Regions from separate parts of the Mus musculus genome. Here region 2 is linked to region 1. A link is a contact called in public Hi-C data. All regions are on one chromosome and are shown on one strand. Each heading gives the region's core, a stretch centred on a gene start, on an enhancer-like site or on the middle of the called end of the contact. The rest is flanking DNA. Distances are from core to core; before and after follow the strand shown. Region 1 holds the start of 4930524O08Rik (RIKEN cDNA 4930524O08 gene). Region 2 overlaps Rasgrf1 (RAS protein-specific guanine nucleotide-releasing factor 1).

Region 1 (6,378 bases), core at 999-3,498:
TGTGCTTCAGCTCTGAGTTAACCCTACCTGGGATGGTGTCCCGGCTTCACCCCTTAATGCAGTGGTTCTCAGCCTGTGGGTTATGACCTTTGAGGAATTGAAAGACCCTTTTACAGAGGTCAACTAAGACCACCTGTATATCAAATCTTTATATTCTGATTAATAACAGTAACAAAATTACAGTTATGAAGTAGCAACAAAAAATAATTTTATGGTGGGGGGGGGGGTCACCACAACATGAAGAACTGTTATTAAATGGCCACGGCATTGGGAAGGTTGTCTCTAGAAGTTGCTTGAGCTTTGAGCATCTGTCAATCATTCCCTGGGTCTCTCCCTCACTAAATCGATGGGAGGGTCAAGAAGGCTATCTATAAAGCGCTTACAGGCATGAATGAATTGTATTTAATGGGAATGGAGGTGAAATTCTGCATGTAATAATATCCAAGGAGCAAGTGCAGCTGTATTCAGTACGGCGGGACACGGCTTGAGAGCAGCGGGGAGTGTCTTGTCAATCCACCCTTGCATTCGCTTATTTAATAGGCGTAGGGATTTTCAGTGGCCATGACAGTGAGAATTCACAGAACAGTGGGCATGCTATGCACTCCACGCCTAGATTCTGGATATTTGGACTTCAGTAACACAGTGAAGGAGATGGTGACCATGTCACGGGCAAGTGAGGACCAGCCTCAAACAGTCCAGTGTGGACAGAGGCAGACTTGATGGCCACGGTGGTTAGGGAAGAGAGAGTAACACAGAACCCAGCCATAGTGTTCACTGGTGTGGTAGAGAAAGGGAGAAGTGGGATGGGAGGACCTTGTTCTAGCTGGGAATATAAGATGTCCATGAGATCCTGGCCCTCTCAGACCCCAAGGACAAAGATAAGCATAACATTTGAATGCTTGGTAATTTCTCACGTATCCAGGACACCCTCATACAGAAGACTTGGGGTGGGGATCAGGTAAGTGGTGGGAAGTCACTGGTGCCCCAGTGTTGATAAACTGTTCTGTGGGTGTGGCCCTATGTTATTGTGCAGGGAGGGGGGGCCAGGAGAGCTGCCAGTCTCCAGGCCTTGTAAGGAACAGAGAGGACATGTGGACTTCTGCATGAGTGACTTGCCAAGCCCAGTGACAGATCAAAGCAAGGTGTGGGCCAGGGAATGTCAAGATAAGATCCTGTCACCAGGAAATGAGAAACTGAAGAGGAGAGTTATGGGTTGTCCGAAACTGCTATACAGCCAGAAATTCAGTCCAGAAACTGGGACAAGGACCTCAGTCAGACACCTTGGGGACGTGCTCAGAATGCTCTAGTGGACACACCAGTGGCTCCAACAGTTGGGCATGATGTCTCCTGAGGTGCTGAGTGCCCCTCGTCAGTCCTGTGAGTGCCACATGGGCCAGCTGCAAATCACAATTAAAAGCCCAGCGATTCCGTGGTGTCTGGGAGAGGACTAGACATTGTCTTCAGTGAAGGTGTGTGCTCTCCTGTAACAACACCTTTGCAGCCATGTCTCTGTAAGCAACACTAACAAAACTCAGTAGTTCCTCTTTGTAAAGAAGACATGAATGTAACATTGTGGGGCCTAGCTGGGGTGGGAGGAAGGCTCAGCAGGAGAGGCAAAGTGACAGGAAAGGGTAATGGAGGTGACTAGGAGTAAAATACGTGCTATATATGTAAGAGACTGTCATAATAAAACCCATTATCATGCCTAAGTAACATATGCTAAATTTTTTAAAAAACTACATAGTAAAACTTAGAGGAAAATATGCCACACACAGATATACACATGCATTCATACATACATATATAAATATATACACATATACATATATACACAATACATAAATGCACACACATAGATACATACACCCACATATATGCAAACACATAAGCAAATATACACACACACAAATATATACACATATATACTCACATGGACACGCACACAGCCCCACCATCAACACCTTTTCTGGTATGCGATAAGTCACTCTCCAGTTCCAAGACTCAGTTTCTGTAAGTACATGGTGATAACAGGCCTACTTCCCAGAGCTATTGTGAGAATCAAGTGAACTAACCGTGGTGACTTAGCCTCCCTCTTCCACCTCTACTCATGATTTGCAAAAAGGAGACAGAACCGGTCACCGATTCCGTGGCAGTGTGAAACTGACTAGAAACTGAAGCCAGCCATCATCCATCCTTGTAGCTTAACAGAGCCCGCCAGGACTGCCTGTTGTCAGTTCCTGTCTTTGGAGTTCCCAGGGATCACGTTGGGATTACAGGACAGGAAAACCAGCAGGCAGAGGTATACAGAGCTGAGACCATTTGCCCTGGTTGTCAGTTCTGATCTAGGGGACTTGGCTTTTTTTGTTGTTTGTTTGTTTGTTTGTTTGTTGTTTTCTTCATTTTTCTTTGGCTTTTAAAGCACGTCTACTCAGTATTGGTGACCAAAAAGGAGCCCGATGTGAGCGTTCTGAAGGTAAGGCCTCTCCCCTGAAGCTTTATCACTAATGCACTCAAAGCGGCAAAGCCACCTCAAGAAACGCAGACAAAACACTGGACCTTTGTCTCCTACAACTGCTGGTCTGCACAAATGCTCCCTAGACCTCAGGGGATTTCACAGACCTCCTAGATGCCAGGTTGAAGGCTGACAGTGCCCATCCCCCATCACTGCAGTTATGTAAGCCTGCTTCCGGTAAAAGGCCCTGGCGAAAATCACACGCAGTTAGTGGCATCGCCAAGGGAACATTGTCCATCATGTCTCTTTGGGCCTCCTGATGCTCCACTCGATGTGAGAATATGAGGATCAATCAAGAGAAGAGACTAACCTCGAGACAGAGCACTAAATCGAGCAGAAAACAGGAAGGCCTGTCTTGGGCCTCCATTTGCGTAAACCTACAGACGCCATCAACTCCTCCAACAGCCAAGGCCTTTTCTGACCACAAGGGGGCGCCCGCATCATGCTTTAATATAGTACGTGCTTGGGATGTTGAGAGCGTGGAAGACTGCAGTCTCAAAATACAGATAGGGAAACTGAGGCCAGGAGAAAGCAAAGGGTTCCTAAGTCATTCTGGGTAATTTTCTTCTCTGTGATCTTCACTCCCATTAAATTGAGTCATGGCTTCCACCAAGGAATACGTTTTACGGATATTCCTCCGACACCCGGATGAAGAATGCTACTTGCAGACCGCCCCACAAGAGGGAGCACCTGTGAGCCTCTGAGCCCTATACCCACCACGAGCCTTAGACAGAATGAGCTTCGTACAAGATTTTGATCCAGGGATTCTGGCTGGGATGTGGAAATTGCTAGTCTAGGTAGTCTCAGAGGAGACCCACCATCCAGAAGCTTCCCAGATCTAATCCAGAAATGTCTGCAGCTTCCAACATCTAGAGAAGCCTCCGTGAAAAATTCTGCAGGCAACAAGGGTTAAAACCAAGTCGTTCACTTCAGACAGTACTGTCACAAGGCCAAGACAGTCATCAGGGATTGTCACTCAGAGTAACGCTGCTATTTACTCTGCTTGTCCCAATTATCCATCACTGTTTACAAGTAAAGAAAATGACTGTGATGTCGACTCTGACAACCTAGAATGAGCTGGGAAGAAGGTTTTAATGAGGAATTATTTAGATTAGGTTGGCCTGGGGCTATGAAGGAGTTTCGTAATTGGGTGAATTGAGTTGGGAAGACCAACTCATGTAGAAAGCAGGAGGCACCATTTATGGGGTAGGTCCAGGAATGAATGGGTAGAGAGAGGGCTAAGCACTGTCTTACACGTAATTAATGTTTTATCTGTTTCTGTTTAGGGACGTAAGGGGACAAGCTGCTGCTGTTGTAGTTGACCTGTGAACCCTTTCTTCCCTAGCTTGCATTTGTCGGGTACAATGAGGTTCATGGTGTTTAAGAGAGATGTTCTCAGGGATAAAATTACTTCGTTCCCCAGTTTCTCTAGAGAACCCTCACATAAAAAGCAGGAACTGGTGGGTACCTGCTGAGCAGACACCCCAGACTCTTCCAGCGGCTCAGTGACTGCCTCACCGTTTGCACATGTCCCGGCTCTCCACTTATGCCCAGTTCTTCATCCTTACCACCAGGAACTCTGTAGACATTCCCAGATCTGTTTCCTTGGCATGAGTCAGCCTCCCAGAGACAGCCGGGGCCAGCCTGGTGACTGCATAGGGCAGAAGGCTGCCCAGGATTTGTGCCTTCACCATGGCAAGGTGACAAGGAGATTCCTGAGAAGGTGTGTGGTTTCTTCTACATTAGATATTTGGATCCCTGAGGGAAGCAATCTCTTCTAGACCACATGAAAAACAGGCAAGAGTGCCCGAGCACGTACTCACCATTCAGGTGCTCTGGGCTCCACAGGGCAGTGACCGTTTGTTTATTCCAGCCTCCCTCAAATTCAGACTCTCAGATTAAGTGTCTGGACACAGCCACAGAAACCAAAAACATGTAGTTTTTTCCTTCAACGGAGTCTGAAACCAATCGCCATACCACCAAGTCAGGGGGTGCTGATGACACTCCCAGAGCAGACAGACAGTACTGTCCCCTACTGTAGAATAGGAAGGCGTGCCATAGAAGATGGGTTAGTCTGGAATCAGAAAGGGTATCCTAGGGCCCTTCCACTTTTCGTGGGACCTGAAGCTTATAAAGGTGTGTGTATGTGTCTATTTGTATGTGTCTCTGTGTGTGTGTGTGTCTGTCTGTCTATTTCTGTGTATCTGTCTCCATGTGTATGTTTGTCTGTGTCCATAGATCTGTATGTCTGTGTGTCTGTGTGTCTGTATGTGTATCTGTATGTATGTGTGTGTTTCTGTGTGTTTGTATGTGTAAGTGTGTGTCTCTGTGTGTATATCTCTATGTGTATCTGTGTGTCTGTGTGGATTTGCATGTGTAAGTGTATGTATCTGTGTGTATATCTCTATGTGTGTCTGTGTATCTGTATACATGCTCACTTTCAAGGGGTGGGAGCCTGTTTGAACAAAAGGTTAGAAAACCAAAACCAAGTACAAAATCCAAGACTGTGCTTTTAAATGAAGGGGAAAAAAATCACATAATATAATTTCTGTAAAACTTGAAAGTATTGGCAACTTAACAAAAGTTGGAAAAAGAACATTGTTTTTGCACCAATGTGCCTGACTTGACTCTAACATTTTTTTGACATTCATGTTCATTTAATCACTGAATAGTCTCTGCATAAGACAAGAACTATGTAATGTCATTTTTTTCCTTGTCAGAAAAATGTAAAAAGAAGTCAATCTTTCCTCCAGCTTAGTACATCAGAGAAAAATAGAGTTGGTAATTTCAGTTAAATGAATATTAATATTTAATATGGTTATTATATCCATTACTGTCCCATTGCTGTGACAAAATACGTTGCAGAAAGCAATGTAAGGGAAGAAAGGTCCAGTTGGGCTCCCAGTTTCAGAGGCACAACCATCAACATAGGGAAGGCATCAGGGTCTGATGGTGAAGCAGCAGCTTCCAGCATCTGATGGATCAGGAGGCCAAAAGTTAGACCAAAACTAAAGATAGACCATACTAGTCAAAAGCTCACCTCAGTGACCCATACAGGGGAAGCCAGACACATCCCCAAAGCTTCTACAAACGCCACAAGGAGTGCCAGAAGCCCTGGATCGGGTGTCCAATCCCGTGGGCCTCTGGGAGGACATTTTATGTTCCATTTATATAGTTACCAATTGGGGTAAATGTCTACCAATGATCCATATATATATATATACACTATAGGATTTCAATGCAATTCAGGTTCTCTTTTGCAAAGATGTATCTTCATCAGTTCTTTTGAACTTGAGAGCACTTGTCAGCCAGTGTGTTGATAACAGTTCAGCACTAACATCCTATTATAGCTTTCGAGTTATCTTTGTCAGTGTCAGTACTTATTCCAAATAGGAAAAAAAAAATTAAATGTCTTTCAAAGATGTTCTTTTGATTGATTTCTCGTCACTAACTTACCCGCCAAGCCATCCATAAATGGATTCATTACCTTTATTCAAAATGTCTCTCCTCCTCTTAATGAATTGAATATATTGTAATTCACCCTTTTTAAATTACTCTCTCTCTCTCCCCGTCCCCCTCCCCCTTCTCCCCTCTTTTCTGTATGCACAGACACATGGCACATATGTGTGTACATGCATCTGGAAGCCAAGACTCAATGGGCTCCTTCATTGCTCTCGTCTGAGTATTTTTAAAACAAACTCTGTCACGGAACCAGTGTAAAACTGCCTTGTCCACAAGCCCCTGGAATCCACGCGTCTCTGCTTCCCCAGCCCTAGAATCACAGGAGAACACCACTGCAGCCAGCTGGTTAGAGGTGGGTACTTGGGATTTGAACTCAGGTCCCCACGCTTGCATAGTAAACACTA
Region 2 (6,378 bases), core at 1,706-4,205, 200 kb after region 1:
GGGCAGAGTGCTCAGGGGTTTTCTGGGAACCAAGGTCTTTCTGTAAGGCAGATCTGCCCTGTGAAGATGGAGAGCAAACCATGTCCAGTGATGCTGGGGTGTTTGTTTCACCAGGAAAGGAACAAAAAGCAGAAGATAATTACCTGGCAACAGTCTTCAGGCAGAAATGGTGACCCACCCAAAGAGTCTTGTAGTGACTCTCCCATGTGGGTCCCCACCCCATTCATAAGTCCCTGGAATCTTATTCAGCATGTTGTCACTGGGTTCTTACTCTGGAAACTCCTCATCTTACTGGTCTTAGTGATTTCCATTAAAAATTTCAGGCAGGATTTATAGTGCAGTATAAAAGACATATACAGACCTATAGAGTTCATTATAGAGTTTATGATACATGCCAAAGGGATGAGAATGAACAAGAAGGGGACCACTGTGGTGACCCACATGCTTAGCTAGGCATCACACTCTAAAAGATCTCTGGAACAGCTTCCTAAAAAGCATTTCCCTGTCCAAGTGATTGACGGGTCCATTTGGATTAACTCTTAACAGTGGGACAATGCTGTATCTTACTAGATAGTTATCTATTAATGACCTCCTAGGCAGTTCAGAATGTCATATCTTAGGCCAGGAATATAGCTTAGTTGGTAGAGTGTTTACTTAGTTCTCTGAGTTTGATCCCCAGTACCAATAGAATCAGGTTCCATGGTCAGGACAGCCAGGGCTAGGTAGAGAGACCCAGTGGCAAAAACAACAACAACAAATCAGATGGGATGGTACTTTTAGTCCCAGCACAGGGGAGATGGAGAAAGGTTCAAGGTCTGTACCCCCCATTTTCCCACCATGGCAAGAGTTTCAAGCAGCCAGAGGAACAATTCCTCTGGCATCTCTCTGTGCTGAGCCGTGGTGCATTATCTCAGGAGTCCCCCAAAGTTGCTGAAGGGAGGAGGGTAGCGGCTGCTCACTCCATCATCAATCCCATTATTCCTTTCCCCCCTGAACCCTTCCAAGGTACCAGAAAGCTGCCATGGTCCACAGACATGAGCCCATGCTCAGAGCTACACATCAGAGGCCTGGTCCGTCGCACCAGAGTCTCAATCTCTTATAACTACAGACCCTGAGAATCACCCACCCTTTCCAGAAGACACTTCCAGGAAAATGGTCAGAGGGCCAGGGTTTTCTGCTCTGGCCCTCAAGCCTAGGTGACAAGAAGACAGGTCTTGGGAACGCCGCACTGAGTGACTGCTGGAACTTGGGCATGGGTGGCACGGCCTCCCCAGAGGTGACTGAACACAGAATAACAGTGGAAAAACTGTGAACCAGGAGGTAGCTGGGGAACAGCTGGGGGACTCCACTGTGCATATGCCAGAGAAGTAAAGAAAGGCATTTGGGGTCATAGAGGGAGGAGATTTAAATAAGACCCCTTCTCCTAGCCTGCGCGTGAGGGCCCAGGCAGCTTCATACTATCTAGCCCACCTTCCAGCCTGGCTGGGGGGGTCTATCAAGGCCTGTGTGTGCCCTGTGATTCTTCATAACTATAAACCCCTTTGCCTCTAGCCAGGCAAGACCTGCATGCAGAGTGCTCTGCTCTCAGCAGAAGTTCCTTTCCTTAAGTAAAAAACTTTTGTGGATGCCATTTCTTTCCAAGTTGTGATCCACCCTGTGTCCCTTACCTGGGGATGTATCTCACCGACTTGGTGTTCATCGAGGAGGGGACACCCAATTACACAGAGGACGGCCTGGTCAACTTCTCCAAGATGAGAATGGTAAGTCTCGCTGGGCGAATGGGGGCACTACCCACTCCAGACTGAACTACCCTTTCTCTGCCCCAGCACAGCCTGTGCCTGGCTTGAGGCCTCCAGTAAAAACCATGGCTGACGCTCATGTCCTTAGCCCTGTGTTTCCTGCCTTTCCCACTTCAGCCCAGTCCCCCTTCCTTACAGGGGAGGATGGGTGAGGTCAAGATAACCCACCTATGTGCAAAGAAGAGCTGGGTCTGACCTCAAAGCCCACCTCACCTTCACATCTCGCCCTTCATTGGCCACAGAAATGCTTGTTTTGTGTAACTACAGAAAAATCACCCTGCAGCAACACCACCCAAGAAAGCAAGTTTCAAATCTGTTCTAGTAGATTCATGCCATGAGAGTGAGAGGATCTAAAGAGACCTATCTGAGCAGGCACAGGACTCCTAGCTGTCCATGTCTCTCACTCACCCCAGCCAAAGAGCCTCTATTTGCACCCACTAGGTAAAATGTGCTTACACATTTAAAAAAGGATATCTTTCAAACGCAAACGAGGAGCTCCATCTTGGTGATGGAGGGAAGCCCTTATGCTTTGCATCCTGCCGTGCACACATTAGACACCCACACGTCTGGCACCCACTTTGATTGGAAGCCTGACATTTGGTTGTAGTGGTGTTGGGAAATCTGCAGCCCTGGCTAAGAGCGTTCTCTTTAAAACACACACACACACACACACACACACACACACACACACACACACACACACACACACTAGCACAGCTCTCCCACACACAGACAGATTTCACCTCGGAAACAGGTGGCTGGTGTAAAGAAAGCCAGCAGAGTTTTCCAGGAGTCAATGTGACTTCAGAGATAGCTAGCTACCAATGACCCTTTCCAGCCACAAGGCAACACAAGAGAACAGACTGTTCTAAAACCCCTCCTCCTTCCTGCAGATCTCCCATATTATCCGAGAGATTCGCCAGTTTCAGCAGACTACCTACAAAATCGACCCCCAGCCAAAGGTAAGAGGTCTCTCCATCCCTTCCCAGTGGTGCTGTCTGCATAGGCTCTGCCTTCTCCCGAAGCATCTTCCCTCAACCCTTCAAGGATCCTAACGCTCCAGCTTAAATATGCCATTGCCTTACAGAAGCCATACCTATTCCTGTTCCCTGGCCATTAAGCAAGTTGGTCCTTCCTTGTAATTCTTGCCTGGTTTCACTTCCCCTGAGTGGCTTAAAACAACATCTGCACTCCTACAAGGCTAGGGGGTGGCTCCGAACATCCCCTTTGGTTGGTTGGTTAGTTGTGCTTTTGCTTGTTTTTCAGTTTACAGGGTGTACGTGCATGTATGTGTATGCTCATATACACATGTACCACAGTGCCTATGGAAATAGGACTATTTGTAGGAGTCACTTTTCTCCCTCCATCATATAAATTCTAGGAATTAAATTTATATCACAAGGCTTGTCAGCAAGTACCTTTACCAGCTGGGCCAACTTGATCATGCTCCCTTTGTATGGTGCTGAAGCTCAAAACTAGGACTTTGCAAATGGAAGTCAGGAATCTGAGCCATATCCCCAATCCCAGATACTTCTCTTCTTGAAAAGCATTATACGTCCACGTTGCAGAAGTCACAGGCTTTTCTCCCAAAGACAAGAGTATGCTGCTTCTCAAGTCTATATCCAGGACAGATCATAAACACATCATATTTTTTCTACTATGGTGTCACTTGCCATCCATAGCCCAACACCATTCTGTTTTCCCATATGTCTGGAGTCACTTCTTCCTGTGACAGAGTCCTTATTCTTGTTTAAAATGGCAGAGAAAGCCATTCCTCTCACTAATCCTTTATGTGGATGGACATCTAGCTCACTTTAGTCTTTCTCTGCTACTAACCAAACCCAAAGAACTATCTTGTGTTGGAGTTGGTGATGTTGGTGGTAGAGTACTTGCTTAACATGCATAAGGCCCTGCCTTGGCATAAATCCAGGCCTGGTGGCCTGGACCTATAATTCCAGCACTTAAAAGGTGAAAGCAAAGGATCAGAAGTTCCAGGACATTCTTGGCTGCATAGAAAATTTGAAGCCAGCCTGGACTACCTGAAACCCCATCTCAAAAAAAAAAAAACAAAAACAAAAACAAAAACAACAACAACAACAACAAAGCATTGTTGGGTATGATGGTACATACCCTTAATCTCAGTACTGAGGAAGCAGAGGCAGGTGGATCTCTGTGAGGTCAAGGCAGGCCAGCCTGGTCTACAGAGTGAGTTTCAGGACAGCCACAGCTACGGGTCTCAAAAAACGACAACAAAATTTAATTCTGTGCCTTGTTCTGTTCTGTCATGTAGAAAAGATCTATGGAGAACTAACTGGGCCATTAGTATGTTGCTTTTCATTCATTCAATAGACACATTTATAGAAGGAGTACTGTGCTTCCAGTACTATCTCAGGCCACGTAGCACAGTACACAAAATAGATAGCACTTGTCTGCATGAGTTTGCACTCTGAAGGGAAATAGATAAAAAAGTAAAACCACAGTAGCAATCAGTGGTAGAATGTAGAATGCTTGCTTAGCATGATTGAGGCCCTAGGGTTCAATCCAACCTAGTAGCGTAAAAAGAAAAAAATCAATCACACACACACACACACACACACACACACACACACACACACATACACACACACACAATATTACCCTAGGTTAAAGAACACCAAGACCCGCAAAGAGAGAACTGACCCTGACTCCCAAAAGTTATCGTCTGATATCCACACGCACACCGTGGCATATGAATGCCACACACACACACACACACACACACACACACACACACACACACACACACATACACACCACGTATACACACATAATAATAATGTACAAGTACTCTAAAGACTGTATGAAGATTTAAAGGGCACTTGAAATTTGAATATGACTTGTATATCAGATAAATACCATTGTCTGGCAGTTACGTGTCATGACTGTCATAGAAATGCTCTATAAGAAGATAACTCTTACACTCAGGGACATGGCTGAGGAAGTGTCATGATGCTCAGGATGATTCCAGCCAGAGGTGCTGAGATTGTAAGCTCTGAGTTCAGTCTCCAGCACACACACACACACACACACACACACACACACACACACATGCACAGTCTAGCCCAAAAATGTATGTGGTCTCTCTGTTACTTTTATTTTTTTTTTAAAGACAGTGTCTCCCTAGGAAGCTATGCCTGGCCTGGAGCTCAATGTAGTCCAGCTTGGCCTTGAACTCATAAAGATTGCCCTCACTCTGCTTCCCACCACATCTAGCAAGCTCCTGAGGGCTAGGATTAACTTCTAGCAAGCTAGGCAAGCACTCTACCACCTGACTTACATCCCTAGCCACACATCATTTAGCCTATAATAAAGAAGAATATTAAGGACTGAGGAGATGGCCTAGCACAGTGGTTCTCAACCTGTGCATCATAGCCTCTTTGGAGACAAACAACCCCTTCACGAGAGTCACCTAAGATCATCTGTCAACACAGATATTGACATTACAATTTTTAACAGTAGCAACAAAACTAACTTATGGCTGGGATCACCACAACATGAGGAACTAAAGGGTCCCAGCACTAGGAAGGTTGAGAACCACTTGCTGAACGAGTAAAACAATTTGTTATATAAGCATGAGGACCCGAGTTCAAATCCCCAAAGCCCATAAGATCCAGTCACGGTGCCTGTTCACCGTGTATTCCTAAGCACCATGTTCCTATGACAAGATGGGAGTCTCTGACCCCTACGACTGGGAGTCAGAAACCTGAAAATCTCCAGACACTCAGACTGTCTTAGGCTTTTATTGCTGTGAAGAGACACCATGACCACAGTAATTCTTATAAAGGAAAACATTTAAATGGGACTGGCTTATGGTTTGGCTGTTTAGTTCATGGCAGGAAGCATGGTGGCATGCAGGCAGACATAGTACTGGAGAAGCAGCTGAGTGTTCTACATCTGGGTCCATAGGCAGAAGAGAGTGACAGCAATACACTGGACAAGCTTGCCCTGCTGAGACCTCAAGCCCACTCCCTACTGACACACCTCCTCCCACAAAGCCACACCTACTCCAAAGCCACACCTCCTAATAGTGCCACTCCCTATGGGCCTGTGGAGGCCATTTTTATTCAAACCACCACACAGGCCAACTAAGCTGTGCACAGCAAAGACCCAAAGAAGACAAGGATGGATGAAAAAGTTGTCCTCTGACCTCTACACGCACATACCTATATTCATACACACACTCACTCAAACACACATACACACATATCATATGCACAGAGAAAATAATAATATTAAGACATAACTATCCATTTAAATTTAGCAGCATTTGGAGGAACTATGTTAGTGTCTCTCACACACTGTATCCGGAAACACTGTAGTAGTGAACATGGCACCCTTGAAAGTCTCAGAAGTTATCCTCAAAATTTCAACGCTCTCTTCTATCTCCTACCACCTTCTCCCAAGCTCTGATGTTCAGACCAAATAAACACCACTGCTCCTTCAAACCTCCCGAGTGACTCTGCAGGGATGGTTTTGCCACCAGTCTCCAGGTTAAGGAAAACATCTCAGGGAAATTGCACTCTGTGGTCACATGGGAAGA

The links. Hi-C and Micro-C count contacts between places; a contact is called where the count stands out from the background.
Region 2: a Hi-C map of bone marrow-derived macrophages shows a contact between it and region 1, with 32 read pairs. The contact joins the enhancer-like site here to the promoter of 4930524O08Rik in region 1. A contact is called at or near these places in 1 of 484 Hi-C or Micro-C datasets (bone marrow-derived macrophages), 6 of 115 datasets of contacts at active chromatin or transcription factors (bone marrow-derived macrophages, embryonic stem cells, extraembryonic endoderm stem cells and 3 more) and 2 of 9 other capture datasets (bone marrow-derived macrophages and embryonic stem cells).

Annotation. Positions count from the first base shown.
Region 1 is chr9:89,824,271-89,830,648 of GRCm38.p6, forward strand. It overlaps 4930524O08Rik (RIKEN cDNA 4930524O08 gene), which reads left to right and starts at 2,249. Exons shown (of 6, transcript NR_040735.1): 1 at 2,249-2,967; 2 at 6,122-6,326.
Region 2 is chr9:90,018,671-90,025,048 of GRCm38.p6, forward strand. Rasgrf1 (RAS protein-specific guanine nucleotide-releasing factor 1) reads left to right here. Exons shown (of 27, transcript NM_011245.2): 25 at 1,643-1,760; 26 at 2,693-2,761. Among named protein-coding and RNA genes, the nearest start is that of Ctsh, 32 kb to the right of the region's middle. Within about 2 kb of position 2,956, at least 29 of the 459 cell types and tissues checked have an H3K27ac peak or open chromatin away from gene starts, as enhancers often do. A contact at or near this core is called in bone marrow-derived macrophages and microglia, where this site is marked.